Linked DNA regions of Zea mays: region 1 is linked to region 2. A link is a contact called in public Hi-C data. All regions are on one chromosome and are shown on one strand. Each heading gives the region's core, a stretch centred on a gene start, on an enhancer-like site or on the middle of the called end of the contact. The rest is flanking DNA. Distances are from core to core; before and after follow the strand shown. Region 1 holds the start of LOC100283201. Region 2 holds the start of LOC100276828.

Region 1 (4,091 bases), core at 157-2,656, 400 kb before region 2:
CACTAGTTGATCAAGATGCAACTCTGCCCGACCGACGCGCGGAACTGGTGGCCGCTTGTTGGGTCGTCACGCTGGCGATGTGCTTACCTCATCTGCAAGGCCTGTTCCTTTCTGTGGTCAACTGTAACCGGGGTTGGGGAAGCTGCCATGCCAACGACGACGGCGCCGGTATCAACTACCGGGTGCGACGCCGTTGCCGTGCGCCTGGTTCTCAAGCTGGCACCGGCAGCATGCATTGACTCGATCGTCGGCTAGAGTCCCTTCCTCTGTCTACCTGCACATATACAATTATTATACTATTATCAAATGTTGATTTATTTACCCTCCTGGCGGTGGGATCTGGGATCGATGGATCCACCTTCTTGCATATTACATTCAACCGGGTAGCGATCCTTTGGATTAGATTAGACCGTACCGCAGGAAGTCCGGGACACGGTACGAGACAACGACCCGGAAGACCATCTCGGCCATGGACTCCCTCCCCTATCTGCAGACTTATACGTACAAATGAAAGAAGCCAGCTGCGGCTGCGGAGGACGGAGGTACAGGACAATCAAACTACCTGCAGAGTCGTCATGCATTGCTGTCCCATACGCACGCACGCACGCCACATGCGCGTCAAACAGAGGCTTGCGTATTGGGATCATACCAATACATACACATATAGGACAGGTCCAGCCTCCAGCGAAATGGCAGCCAGCTAACAGCATCCACTGTGTGCCAAATCTTTTTGACTTAAATTCATAACAGGGGTAGGTGTGTGTAATAAAGGAGTAAAGGATGATTCAGCGCCAGCCGTTCATCCATGTGCACATTGTTCTTCTATCTCTTTTATATATATATATATATATATATATATATATATATATATTGATTTATTGGTTACTCAAGGCCCAGATTAAAAAGAGCTGTCCGGATGCGCTCAGTTTCACAGTCTAATTTAGAATTTATACAGTATAGCTATGAACTAAAATCCTCGTTGTCAGTTACGTAGTGCGAGGCTCCTGCGTCAAAATTGTGCTGTAACTATTTTTAAACCCCGAGGACCCTGTACCAATGTTTACGAGATCTGGGAAATCGTTTCCCCTAAAACCGTCAGTCAGAACTCAACCCCACTGACGTGAACTTTGGTCTGTTTTGCTTGCGTGTCCTCCGTCTCCGTGAGATACATCCGGCGTTTCGAGTCCAACCGTCGCACCAGCCGGTTCATATATGTACTACGACAAAAAAAGTTGTAGGAAAAGACCGTCCGAGAGAGTCGACACGGAAAAACAGCCAAAGCGAAGCGTTTGAATGAGCCTTGGCGTCGAATCGAATCGAAGAGAGAAAGCCAGGTGCTGCGGCTGCGATACACGGAAATCACACCCCTGCCTATAAATACTCTCTCCACTTACCGGAAACTGACACCACCACCACCAAGCCAGCAGGTGCTGCGATACATTGCACACAACAACAACCCCAGCTCTGCCCCAGCCCGCCCACAGGAGTTCCCGCATCTCCCTCTGGTCTGGTCACAGGAGTTCCGAGACCTCTCCAATGGCGGTTAAGATCTACGTTGTGTAAGCATCGCCACCACCCCTTCTTAGTTTTTTTTTGGAATTCATGGTTATTCCCTTGGTTTCCGTCGCCCGCTCCTTAAAATCCCCCCCCCCCCCCCCCCCCCCCCCCCCCCCCTCTTTTTTTGTATATATAAGTTAGACAAAGACATCCTGATTTCAGGTTCTAATTTCCTCTTCCCGATTGTATATCCGTGCCTTTAAGACCTGTCCAGTGCCGCTCACGGTGTTATTCTTGATTGCTAGGGTTTAGATTGTGATCGACTCACATAAGATTAGTCTTACGGGAAGAATTCTCGAGATGAACCGTCGATTTTAGGAACTCAGATGTAGGATGCCTCCAGTTCCTACTTCCGTTCCGACCCATTTCTACTATTGTTGGTGAAGAAACGAGTGGGTGGGATGTGCTGCACTTGTAGTGCTCCGTGCTTCTTTTCATATGCAGGACACATGGTCTCGATCAATCATGACGGTGGGTTTGTGTCCTTGACGGAATTGATGCCTACTTAATGGGACCAAATAGTGGTGGGCTCCGGCGCTAGTCGTGCCCACCCTTTCTTATGCTTTTCTATATGCACATCTGTGCACCGGAGGTCCAATTTTGCCAGCCTTGCTGACTGGCCGGCAAAAGAAATTAGTGCCACTATTGTTTTAGCCCGTCAAGTTCATAACTGTGGTTAGATTATTGAAAAGAAGGTGCTTGCTTCCAGACCAAATATGCTCTTCGTCATATTATTCTATTAAAGATGCCTAGCTGTCAATTTTTCTATTCTGTTTTCAAAAGATCGACATCGATGTATAGCTAGTTATGTTTATATGCTACTAATTGGACTACTCAAAGTTTAATAACCGCTTAGCACATCCACTTGCCTGTATCATATTGATCTGGAAGTGAACATTGTAGATGAAACCCTGGACGGTGGCAGCCAAAATATATAAATATAATGCTTTGTTCCCCTTTTCTGACACCAAAACGGAAATTCTAACCTTACCTTCAGATGAGAGTTTCTATGTTCTAACCTATAAGCACAAAAATGTTGTGAGGATATTTGGATGTTTCCTCCATTGCATGTATTTGCGACCTTTTATAACAAATCAAATGGAATGACTCTGCCTTTCTTTTTAAAAAATACGTGATTCATTTGGATACGCCCTTTTCTTTTGACATGGTGGATGCCCCCCTTTTGTGATGTGGGTTCCCTACCCAAAAAAAAAAAACGCTTTTTACCGTTAAATGGCTCATTCATATGTGCAAGTCATGCTTCAGATCTTTTTTCTCTCCACATCTCTAGCCAGCTAAGCGATTCTTTATGAGGATAAAAACTATTGGCTCAAACTCTCTGTATGAAACACGTTCCGGGAAAAATGGCCCATAATATGGCAAAATGAAAAGGCCATCATATAGACTTTTGTTATATTTTCCTTTACATAGAGTTGCTGACCAGTTCCTGCTGTAGCTGTACAGTGAACTTTAACACGAATAGTACAAACAAATTTAACATTTGTGAGCATCTAATTAAGTGTTGACTTGAGCCCTAATAGTATTTGATTAATGGAGCACACTTTTAACTACAGGCCTTATTTGCACTGGCAAGATGGTTTTCTTTGCTTATATCATGTCTCTTTTTGTCCAGTTCAGTTGTTAACTAACTAGTTAATCAGGTATTAGCGGTCGCAAAACTGTATATTGTGATAAATGGTTTTGAGGGACATTTATGATCTGGTAGTCTTCATCATCAGGCTTTCTAACCACCAGAATGGAAGTTCAGCAATCCTGAAGACCTGATTACTTGGATATAAATTACATGCACTGCTGCACCTATACATAAGCCTAGCAACACATGTATAAATTTCTTCTAGAAGTAGGGCTTCTCCAATCTTCTTGTTTGTGATATACTTTTTTTTTGTTGTCCCGCTGTATGCAGACCATCTTTTCTAGAAGAAATAAAGCTGAAAGTGATATCTTAACTAAGAAGATATACTCGTAGTTTTATTTCCTTTCATGTCACTGACCCTCATAAAAATAATGTATTCTTGAATTTAGTATGGCTGCACATATCGTTTTTCTAGGATTGACTCTTCCATCACTTCAAAACTAAGGCAACAAAACAAAGCGCTTTATGGAGTAGTTGAATGACGTGTCTGTATGAAGTATGAGTATCAGAACATAGGACGTGTTCAGAAGGAAACCAGGACATCGACACTGCCCCACCAATTTGTTGTTGGATTTGTTCTTCAGCTTAAAACACCTTTTCTGTAAGGTCTGAAACATAAGTTAGTCACATATGGATTGTGGTGGTAAAATTGCGTGCAATAATAATAATAGTAATTGTAAGTTGGAACTCAGAAGAAAAGGCTAATCCATTCTTACAACAGGTACTATTCCATGTATGGGCATGTTGGCAAACTAGCTGAAGAGATCAAGAAAGGTGCCTTATCTGTTGAAGGTGTTGAGGCTAAAATATGGCAGGTAATTAAGCCCTGATCATGACTATGTAGTTCCACACTCGTCTGGCTTAACTGCTCCGAGACTAG
Region 2 (4,180 bases), core at 1,323-3,822:
ATGACAGCGCTGAGCGCCATGATGGCGGTGACGAGGAACACGATGAGCGAGACCCGGCCAGACTTGCTGACGGCTCGCTCGATCACGACGACCCCCGCGACCGAGCCGGCGAAGCATACCCCGGCGTAAACGCAGGCCTGCCCGACGCCTTCCACGCCCAGCAGGATGAACTGGACCATGGACATGGACGCACAGAACAGGACCATGAACGAAGACGTCGCTGCCGCGGTCTGCAGATACATAGAATTGAATGATTCACTGGTACGGTACCTATATATATGGACTTTGCAGCAACATTAGGGAGGAACGCGAATGCCCGGGGCGTCGTTGTTGTGTACCGTACGACCTGCGGGGGAATTCCGATCTGAAGAAGGACAGGGTTCAGAAGCAGCCCTCCTCCGATGCCGAAGAGGCCGCTCAGAGCCCCGGTGACGAAAGCGGCGAGAGGTAGTGTAGGTAGTGGCAAGGCTTCCACTCCTGCGTCCGCAAGGTCTGCCTGCATGAGCATGCATCATCGTCAATCCAGATTGCTTTGAGCTTTGCCACGGCGACGGTATAATTAATAAAGGCAAATTACGATGCTACGACCTTGCTGCCGTCCTCTTGGCTTTCGCTATGAACAGCGCGTTTCTTCCTCTTGGCGTATACAATATACCCTGTGAAAGCCACAGCGGCAGGTAGCTGGAAGAAGGTGATCAGCCAGTACGCGACGCCGCAGGGCCTAATCCTGATCACGCCCTGTGTGCAGATGAGATAAGACACATGTTGGACTGGAACATATTATATCAGAACGAGGACAATGTAACTGACGTCTACAATAATAAACATTTGCCATGCGAGTTGCATTGCATTGGAAGATTGCAATTAACATTTTCAGAGGTCTGAATTTGTTTGTGTACAGTGAACATGGAGAAACAAGATGTTAGGACTCGGATAAAAGGATTCAGAAATGGCCCAGAGCGCAAGTCGGCCTAGCTAGCTGCCACAAACATGCATGCATTTGACGCGAACCTTCCACTAGACTAGATTAGTGGCTGGACAAATCCAGTTTGGCAATCTTCTAGACTTTGGCTTTATCTCTATATGAAATATATGAAGAGGATACGAGATGATCTAAGCATGATCTAGATAGGACGCCGACGAGACGAGGCAAAACAAAAGGTGGCAGCACGATAAGGCCGGTTACTATCTCGCCTAAAAATGACCGAGACGTTCCACTCAAAGCAGAAAAGCAAAATGCAAACAGGGCTAGGCACTACACACTACTTTCCGTTTCCGCTATTATTATGGAGAGAAAGAAGGCGCATGATGTACAAGTTGCAAAAAAAAGCCCAAGTTACGAAAAGGCACATTACTTTACTTTCTTGCTATGTTTGTGCTTCTCATGGATCTGTTTCCCAATTAAGATTTGTTCGATTCATCCTTAATCCATATGGTGGATTGAATTAAATTAGGTGTGTTTAAATCTCAAACAAGTCATTTTTTTAATTTTTTTTCTAATTACCTCCAATCCATATGTAAAGGCGCCCCGTTGTTACAATGTTCGATGTCTGTACTTCCGGGAATGGCCATACTACAGGCCGATCGAGAGGCTCACGCGCGACGGAACACGTCGAAGTGCGGTGAGTTGATGGGAGGAGCCATGCGTACGTACCTTCCCGTGCTTATCGCCAATGAGGACATGGAGGGCGAAGAAGCAGAGCCAGATGATGACAAGCAGAGCCACGTCTCCCCACGGGAACCCCGCGCCATTTCCGCCGCCGCCCTCGGCGTCGCCGTCGCTGGTGCCGCGGGGCAGCAGGGGCTCCTTGCTGTGGCTGTGTCCACCGCGCGAGGACCTAGCCCCGGACCCGCACCCGCTGCTCTCGGACCGCCAGATCTTGACCCCCGCGCGGCACGTCTTGGCTGTGCAGAAGGCGAGGAACAGGGAGAAGAGCAGGGTGATGAGCCACTCCGGGAACATGACGTTGCACACCACCCCGATGCTCACGCCCAGGAGCAGGCACGGCTGGAACAGTAGCGCGATGTCGTAGTCGATCAGCCTCCCTCTCCCGCCGCCGCCCGTGCAGGCGAGGTTGTAGAGCACGTTCGAGGCCGCGCCGCCGGTGACCATGAAGGACGAGTAGGCAGTGGCGCGCTTCAGGCTCAGCCCCGCCACCAGGTTCAGGATGGGCAGGAACAGCGACCCGCCGCCCACGCCGCCGGCGCTCGACACGGACGCGGCCAGGAAGGAGAGCGCCCACGCCACGACGGTGCTCGGCCGGACGCCATGCGCCGCCGCCGCGCCGCCGCCCAGGTGGATTTCCCGCCACTGCGACACTTCGGCGACGAGGCTTTGGAGTGACGTGGTGGTGTTGGACGCGGCCGCCGCTGACAGGAAGGAAACCGCGATGGCGGCGACGAGCTGCGTAGTCCTCGTCATCTTTGGCTTCGGCCTCTGTTTGCTTCTCGGAACAGAGGGGAGATATGTCTGTGACTACTTTTGTACGCGATGAACCTTGTGTCTCACACACAAGACTGGGTTATAAGACTTAAAGAAAGATGTGTAAGGCCTGTTTGGATCCTACGAATTGAAACTAATATCTAATAAGTGCTTTCTATTTTATTACTAGACTGGTGTATGCCCGTGTTTTGCTACGGAGTAAACGTGTAATGATAAAATACATTAAGATGTAGAAGCATTAATTATCGTTCTATGCTCACGTGTATTTTTTAAAAGTTAAGTAGGTTTACATAGCTTAAAAATCTGCTAGAGAATATAAAAACATCATATTTGCTAGTGCAATATAATTTTTTGCTACAATGATTGAGTCAATAAATAGCATAGGCATATATAGGTGAACAGAATGTAAACATCGCCTGGTCCACGTCAAAGTCGTTGTTCGCGGTTGTGAGAAGTTTCTCGTTAGCAAAGATTGAGTTGGCCCCACCAAGGAAGCAGAGTGCTTGATCTGGCATGGAGAACCATATTCGGCCTGCTGAAAGCCTCACCGTTGCCCTTGGCATCACGATTCGAGCAGTGACGACCATGCAGATCATTCCCCATATCTCTGTGGAACATTAGTTAGCTTGTGCAATTGAAGACTCGTATATCAGAATTATTAAAAGACGACTGTTTTGTTGTGCTCTCCGAGCTTCACGGTGCCGCCACGATTCACGTCGCGACACGCGTCAAGCGTCCACAACCTCTCCCTCACGCCCCGGCCTCCTCCGCCTCTTCCTTTTCTCACTGTGCTCCACCTACTCGCACCCGTGGTCGGCCTCCTCCGATCTGCCCCCACCACGTACCTACAACACACCTTCATCCTTTTTTAGATTTCCTAACGACCATAATGTATCAAGCACAAACATAAGCGGTAGATGTAGGATTACGAAAAGCGTCAAGAGAATGGCTACATCAAAATAAGATGGGTGGTTTCAGATTTCCTAACGACCATGCTAAACAAGTTAGTAATAGATTTCTCAGGCACATCCGTGTATCTAGATCAGTTTTACCCAACAAATGAGAACAGGAAACCCACAGAGAATCTCTATGCTAAATAGCACCATGTTATTCGATGAGAGGAAAAATCACACCATGTCTCGTGACGCCAAAAACTACAGAAATATTGCATCGAGCTGTACCTCATGCTTCCTCCCCACTGCAGCCATCGTAATCCATCTGCTCCTCACACCCCTGCCTCTGCCATGACCATGAATAGAGGACAAATCCACCAACATTTAGAACATCAAAATTATTTGTCAGATTCTTCACACAATATATTTTGGTAGAGAATTTATATGAATGCAGAGAAAGCAATTTATTTCTATAAATATGGTCAAAGTTAGAGATTTGACTTCAAAATCAATTTATATGAATGGAGAGAAATCAATAATTTGTATGAGATGAGTTCAATGGATCCACTACAACCGATCAATATGATTTCCAATTTGCAAAGAAAAAACGAAACGAACGGATATCAAGGGATTTCAATGGAAGACATTGACATGTACCTAGTGCGTGTGAATTTTAGAACTCAATGGTGTCAATGAGGTGGGCAACAACGCACGTGGCCTGACATTTTCTAATCAAGAATGGCATGGACAGCTAAAACCAGAAACGATAGGCAATTTTCCACTCCCCATACCAAAACTAATCGCCTTAACTTGTTAGCTTGTTTTGAATGCAGCAGCAACAAGT

What was found. Hi-C and Micro-C count contacts between places; a contact is called where the count stands out from the background.
Region 1: a contact with region 2 is called in a Hi-C map of bundle sheath, with 4 times the contacts expected there. The contact joins the promoter of LOC100283201 here to the promoter of LOC100276828 in region 2. A contact is called at or near these places in 2 of 25 Hi-C or Micro-C datasets (bundle sheath and leaf).

Annotation. Positions count from the first base shown.
Region 1 is chr3:195,397,302-195,401,392 of Zm-B73-REFERENCE-NAM-5.0, reverse strand. It overlaps LOC100283201, which reads left to right and starts at 1,406. Exons shown (of 4, transcript NM_001156103.3): 1 at 1,406-1,559; 2 at 3,933-4,026. The coding sequence starts at 1,537.
Region 2 is chr3:194,996,623-195,000,802 of Zm-B73-REFERENCE-NAM-5.0, reverse strand. LOC100276828 reads right to left here and starts at 2,572. Exons shown (of 4, transcript NM_001150537.2): 1 at 1,655-2,572; 2 at 589-738; 3 at 347-496; 4 at 1-230. The coding sequence starts at 2,422. It also overlaps the pseudogene LOC100501353.